Regions from separate parts of the Sus scrofa genome. Here region 1 is linked to region 2. The links are chromatin contacts, called in public HiChIP or PLAC-seq maps. All regions are on one chromosome and are shown on one strand. The core of a region is the stretch at or near the end of the contact, and the rest is flanking DNA. Distances in the headings are between cores, read along the strand shown.

Evidence for each region. HiChIP or PLAC-seq counts read pairs in DNA pulled down with a chosen protein or histone mark.
Region 1: a contact with region 2 is called in an H3K27ac HiChIP or PLAC-seq map of alveolar macrophages. The contact joins two enhancer-like sites. A contact is called at or near these places in 2 of 2 datasets of contacts at active chromatin or transcription factors (alveolar macrophages and skeletal muscle).

The regions. Positions count from the first base shown.
Region 1 is chr4:110,548,270-110,551,450 of Sscrofa11.1, forward strand. GNAI3 (G protein subunit alpha i3) reads right to left here. Exons shown (of 8, transcript NM_001123117.1): 2 at 2,093-2,135; 3 at 1,836-1,977. Among named protein-coding and RNA genes, the nearest start is that of GNAI3, 29 kb to the right of the region's middle. Within about 2 kb of position 1,777, at least 2 of the 83 cell types and tissues checked have an H3K27ac peak or open chromatin away from gene starts, as enhancers often do. A contact at or near this core is called in alveolar macrophages, where this site is marked.
Region 2 is chr4:110,101,925-110,105,522 of Sscrofa11.1, forward strand. It overlaps AHCYL1 (adenosylhomocysteinase like 1), which reads right to left. Exons shown (of 17, transcript NM_001201381.1): 3 at 2,652-2,795; 4 at 1,550-1,650; 5 at 1,015-1,117. Among named protein-coding and RNA genes, the nearest start is that of STRIP1, 23 kb to the left of the region's middle. Within about 2 kb of position 2,322, at least 22 of the 83 cell types and tissues checked have an H3K27ac peak or open chromatin away from gene starts, as enhancers often do. A contact at or near this core is called in alveolar macrophages, where this site is marked.

The DNA of each region.
Region 1 (3,181 bases), core at 527-3,026, 450 kb after region 2:
CAAATGAGGAGTTCCCATTGTGGCACAGCAGAAACGAACCCAACTAGGAACCATGAGGTTCGGGTTCGATCCCTGACTTGCTCAGTGAGTTAAGGATCCGGTGTTGCCGTGAGCTGTGGAGTAGGTCGCAAATGCAGCTCAGATCCCATGTTGTTGTGGCTCTGGTGTAGGCCGGTGGCTACAACTCCGATTAGACCCCTAGCCTGGGAACCTCCATATGCCACAGGAGCAGCCCTAGAAAAGGCAAAAAGACAAAAAAAAAAAAAAAGAATACAGTATTACTGACCAGTTATTGCATAGAGCAAATAAGTGATACAAAGAAATGAAAAAATAAAGAAAGAACACAAGAGCAAGCTGATAGGGGCGGGGGGGGGGGGGGGCGAAGCAGGTGAGAGAAGGGAGAGAAGGTATAGAAAGAAATAAGATAGAAATAAAGACTGGAGTTCCCTCATGGCTCAGCAGTTAACAAATCCAACTAGAATCCATGAGGATGCAGGTTTGATCCCTGGCCTCGCTCAGTGGGTTAAGGATGTGATGTTGCCATGAGCTGTTGTGTAGGTTGCAGATGCAGGTCAGATCCTGCGTTGCTGTGGCTGTGGTATAGGCTGGAGCTGCAGCTCCGATTTGACCCCTAGCCTGGGAACTTCCACATGCCTTGGGTGCGGCCCTAAAAAAAAGAAAGGAAAAAAAAAGGCAGTTTATCCTCTTGCCTTAGCCATCACATATTCCCTGCTCAGAGGCTTAGAAAAATCAAGTCTCTAATTTTTGTGATACGGAATCTTTTTATAAAAACATAGAAGTCACGTCTCACACACCCCTCTTCTGTTCTTGTTTTGCTCCTCTTCGCTCCAACATTTCACATTCCTTACTCTAGCTCCCCTTCCTTACGGCACCTCTAGGCTTCCTGGTCTAATTCCATCCAATTATAACCCTCCTTTTATTCTTCTTCCCTCCAACAATTTCCTCACTTCTTTACTGAATATCTGAGAAGTTGAGAGTTGCTTAGCAGAGTTCCTAAGCTACTTCACAGACACATAGGCTTTGCCTTTCCAGGGAGTCTCCCAAGTCACTTCCTTTCACTGCCCATAGCACCTAAGTATGACACTGAACATAGCTGATGATTACTTTAGTTCTAGGAAAGCATTCTATACATTCTCAGACTTCTCTTGGAATTTAGCTTATGATGACATAAAAGATCCCCTGCCTTCATTCTGGCCCTCTCCCCACTGCATCAAACATCCTAATTAACTAACTAGACCTTCAGGGCCCACCAAGTATTATAATCCGTCAACACAACTTCTGGATACCTGACATGCGCAAGAATTATACTAGGACATGGTATAATCTAATTCCATAGTCTATAGTTCAATGTAGTACAGGGATATACTATTCTTGAATACTGGAAAATTGCCTCTAAAATCGAGACTTAGTGTTTATGTTCTTACCAAGTTTATCCTAGGAGAATGATACTGGCCTTTAATCTCTCTGCACCTCAGAAAGCAGAGCCACATATCATGTCAACCTCTTTTAGATTATTTCAATTTACTGTCATTTACTATTATAGAAGTCAACAGTGCTATAAAAGAAGCAAGTGAATCAAACAGCTATCACAAAAACCTACAGTATGTCCACAGAATCCCATTTCCTAGACTCATCTTGTGGTAGTAATCTAATATTTCCTAAAGCAGATTTGCTAACACGTCTCAAATGAGCAAGCAGTACTTTGCTGCACCTTACCTTGTTGCTTAACTTCATTTCCCTAAAGCATGAAGCAAATTTTGCTTAACTGCATCTACTGAAAAAGAGTAAGTAAAGAGGAAATGAGAAACACTTACTGCTCTGGCAGCTTCCCCAAAGTCGATCTTTAGCCGTCCCATGGCTCTAATGATTGCAATGATGGACTGTATAGTATTGCTGTAGACAACCACTTTATATTGTTTACATTCTTCCTCTGAATAGCCATCCTCATGAATGATTCTTTAAAAAGAAGAAAACCACAAATCATTACCCTGGACCTAAAATGAAAAAATATTATGGACTTTTATGCATTATGAGGAAATACAGTCTTACAAAAGGCCATGTTCCAACTTACTTCATCTGTTTCACGATGGTGCTTTTACCAGATTCTCCAGCACCTGAAAGAAAAGAAAACCAGACTTTGAACTCCTCTGTAATCCAACTCAAAAGTATGAAATCAACATGAGTGATAATTCTAGATCAATGGAAATCACAGGTCCTAGAGAAAACTTTAGTGAGGTTTTCTATCTATCAGGAAAAACTACAGTTTCTTCCTTAGAGATTTTACTTTCTTTACACAACTCAGCAACCAAATATAATTCACCGAAAGTGTCCCACCATGCATGATATAGATACTGAACACAGGCAGAAATGAAATGATTATTTTTTTGGCTTATTCACTTTTATTAATTCTTCTGTCAACATCCATGGACCTGAGGAAAGCTTAATCCTCTCAGCCATGACACTAGAGTTCTGAACAGAAGTAAAGAGGTCTTGCCCCTCCTACCACTTTTCCACTGTATACCCCCCTCAAGACCACACGTCCCTCCTCAGCCAGCTGGAATCACCTTCATAACCACAAACATCAGATGCGCCCTCTGAACCCCTTGACATTCCACCTGCATTTCCCTAGTCAACGCCTTCTCCCACCTACCAAGGTGCCTATGTGACATCACCTCCTCTCGCACTTTACATTCCCCTTCCCACTTCCGACGCTCAGCTAATGATCCCACCTCCCTTACCAGAAAAAGAAAAGCACTCTGAAAAAGTTATCTCATTTTCCCATAACCAAACCCACACATCTATCAGCACCTCCATTAATCTCCTCTACCTCCAACAACGGATAAACTATCTCTGCCAAAGTCTCAGACTAACCCCTCCAACTGCGCAGTTATGCACCTCATTTTATCTACTCAAGGTCTCAGCTGCTGCAATTATCCCATGTCACTCAAATATCATCAAGTTTTTCTCTTCCCACTGGGTCACTCTCATGAGTATACATACTACTATCTTCCACCTGAAAATCCACACACACGCCCCACTTCTAACCTTTCCTTGACTCCACAAATCTTCCTCTGGATACCACTCCATTTCCTCTCTCCTCTTCATAGCAAACCCCCCTGAGCTATCTACACACTTGTTCTCCAATTCTGTACCCCCAATT
Region 2 (3,598 bases), core at 1,072-3,571:
ACAACTGATGAAGGGCAAAAAGTTAAAAGAGCATCTTTAGTTCAGAAATTAGTTAAGAATTTTAGGGATTTTTGTTTTTTAAAGTAGTTTAGAACCTTAAAATGTTATTCTCTTTGGCCAATTTTATGCCTGAAACTCTATCTTAAGGAGATAAAGTGGGAATCACCACAAAGTTGTTCATTACAACATTACTTATATTAGCAAGTACCCTACAGTTTCAACAGTAGGACAACAGTGAAGTGGAATCACACGGCCATAAATGATGTTGTCGAGGTCTGCAGTGACATGGAAACTACTTCTGAAAATGTTCTATTAGGTTATACAACTACATATATTACTGAGATTTGTTTCATCTCTGTAAAAAGTAAATAGAAGAAAGGAAAAATATGTCAAATATTATCTCTGTGTAGCAGGATTATGGGGTTTTTTGGGGATCCTCTTACATTTTCTGCAATAAACATCAGAAAAGAGTAAATAAGAAAAACAAAAGTATTATAGAGTTGCTTTCTGAGGATCATAGGAAAAGGGGAGAACCTTCCTAGTGATTTTCCTTTGAACATTTGAATAATAAAAACTGTTTTATGTTTAATTGAACTCGTAAGTAGTTCATATATTTTTAATGCAGTACTGAATACCAAATTTTATAATGAATGAGGAAACAGAAGATACTTCTTGGGTTCTCTCAAAAGTGATGAGATTTTTGTGAAAAGACACCAACTGAGCGCACACTTACATAACTCACTCAGCTTAAAGTTCTTTCTCATTCATTTAACATTAGAATTGGGCATTTTCCTATGTATCAGATTCTTTTCAAAGATCATTTTAAATGACTATATAATCTTTCACTATGGATATAGACCTTTATTATCCATTTCCTTCCTGCTGACATTTTTATTATCCTCCACATTTTATAGCCCCTAGACATATATGACACTGTGAAGATAATCTTGATATGTAAAAATTATGTTTAGATAATAATTCTGAGGCAAAATTGGTGAAATAAACTGAACTTACCAGCCTCAGCCAGTGCTGCAGCCACTTCATTCTGAGTGGAGTAGATGTTGCAAGCAGACCAGCGGCACTGAGCCCCCAGGGCACAGAGTGTCTCAATCAACACCTATGTAGTGGTATAGGAGGACAGGGTGAGAAAGAGAAGGGCCAGAGAAGAGTCGTAATTGAGAGACTAATACCCAGCAACTCGGCAGCAACACAAGTTGCTACACTGGAAGTTACAAAAGGGTATAACCCACTAGTTAGCACAGTGGAATCTAACTTTACCCAAAAGATGTGACCCCCAAAGTCTTAATAACATTTTTATAACAATCATATTTTTGCAAATCTCCCTAAGGTTTGTTAAAAGGTTACACCTATACAAACAAAGTAGGAAACCTCAGTACTGTGTAATTGAGAGGTTCTCTCTAGTAGTTAGCATTTGGAGGTTAGGTAAATAGGGAAGCAAAAACAAGTTAGAAGAAAGAAAAAAGAAAAAAGAAAAGGTCCCTCTTCCTTGCCAATCAGAAGTCCATCACTTTTCTCCCAAAAAACTCACCGCTGTCTGGGCTGTGATGTGTGTACAGCCCACTATTTTAGCACCAGCCAAGGGCTTCTCCCCCTGAGCACGTTTCCTGAGTGAAATCAGAGCAGACATGTCTGTGAAAGAACAGAGGATTTGAGCTAGGTCTGCACTAGCAATATCATTAATTCCTGCCCCAGCAACATCTAGGGCTGGTCTGGATCTGTTGAGATACGGAGGAAAAACTCTAAGCATATTTATTTGATGCCTGGTAGCTTCAACTGCCGAACAGTGGGGAGTTGTCATCTAAGCACTTGAAATTTCTCTCATCCTCACTATTCTAGCCTTATATGTAGAGGGCTTATATGGAGTCAAATTCTCAGGTGATCACAATGGAGGGTGAGAGTTACTCTTCATTTGGGAGAAGAGGGAAGTAGTTATTGGCTAATGGACTCCCACGTATTACAATCTTCAGAGCAGGAGCAGAGACTTTACTTCAGCAGAAACCACTTGCTTCTGTTTTTCCATGCTCTCTAATCCTATTCTGTCAGTCTGTCTGATTTCTACACATCCTGCCAGTAGAGAAGGTGCCTTCAGTGTGAAAGCGACAAAAGAGTAAAGAGACCTTATTGGGACGGGGGCTGGGTAAAGAAATCAAGATTTAACTGTCAGTCATTTTCACTCTTGCTCCAGCAGAGGGTGCTCAGGATCAAAGACCAAATAAGACCCTAGGTCACCACTTCCTTAGCTGAAAACCCTCCCCAGTTTGCTGCTTCTGGGAAATCTGGGTCTCTACCATTGGCAGCTATGGCAAGATCCTGCAGAACTAACCACCATGTGGCATCTAGGACTTGCTGACTCCGCACGTAGATCTGTGAATATGGAGTCGGGGGAAAGGAAAAGAGAAACTACTCTGTAATTATTACACGCCGAGAACGGGAAGCAGGGAGAACAAGAATAAGAACAGGAACAAGAATCCTGAGGCTCAAGCTCCATACAGGGAGAGCTGTTTATATAAAAGCCCAGGATACTTTCAAACTCAAAAGTTCCCCAGGAGACTTTCAAGCCTTAAGTTTTCATGGATCCTGATGACCAGCAAGTGGGTTGCTTCTGGTCCCTACCCAGTCCCTTTCTTTACCTTGTTCTGCAATCTCAATCTCCCGGCGTCCAAATTCTGCCTGCTTGATGTTCTTCACACAGAAATTGCTGCTGCCCTTGGAGTTGGTTTGCTGCTTTTCTCGGGGGGAAACCTCATCATCAGAGCTATCTGTGTAGGATGCAGCTAGAGCCAGGAAAGAAAGAAATGAGGAAAGAAAAACTTGAATGGCCCCAACTCCACAGGGTGCAGTCCCTAAGGGACTGTCATTTAAGTTAGGTGACACTCAGTTGGAGCCACCTTTTAAGTCACGCTCCATTCTACTCCTCCAGGGTCTTCTAAGAGATGGTATGAATGAAACTATTGTAGATCTTTCAGTGTTGTGGCCCTTTTATCCACCCTGATGACACCTTGCCATGAGTGCCTGTGATAGGGAGCTACTGATTCCAAACCTGCATCAGCTCAAGTGAATCCCTCAAAATAGGGACACTTAGTCTCAACCTGGGTTGGAACCAGACATGGCAAAAATGGAAGAGTAATTTAGGGCATATAAGGAATGCTATTTATATCAATGGTTCTCAAACTTAAAATTCTAAAGCATTCATGAGAATCACATGGAAGGTGTGTCGAACCATAGATGGCTAGGCCCCACTGCCAGAAAGTCCCATTCGGCAGGGCTCAGGTAGGACCCAAGATTGAGCATTTCTAACAAGTTCCTACGTGTTGCCGACGCTGCTGTTGAGAGGACCGTACTTTGAGAACATTAATAGAAAAGGATAAAAGCAATGAAATAATCTCATAAAATCTTATAAAGGGATTTTATACTGGTTGTGCTAAGAAACATAAAGAGAATGACACAAAAAGTGAGCAGTTCTGGTTATACTGCCGACTTTGAGAACACACAAGATATTCAACTTAAAAAAGCAGCTTCACAAAAAGTTAAAAATGTCCTTTCAGATGGATATACAGGAAAATACACAACAATCAGC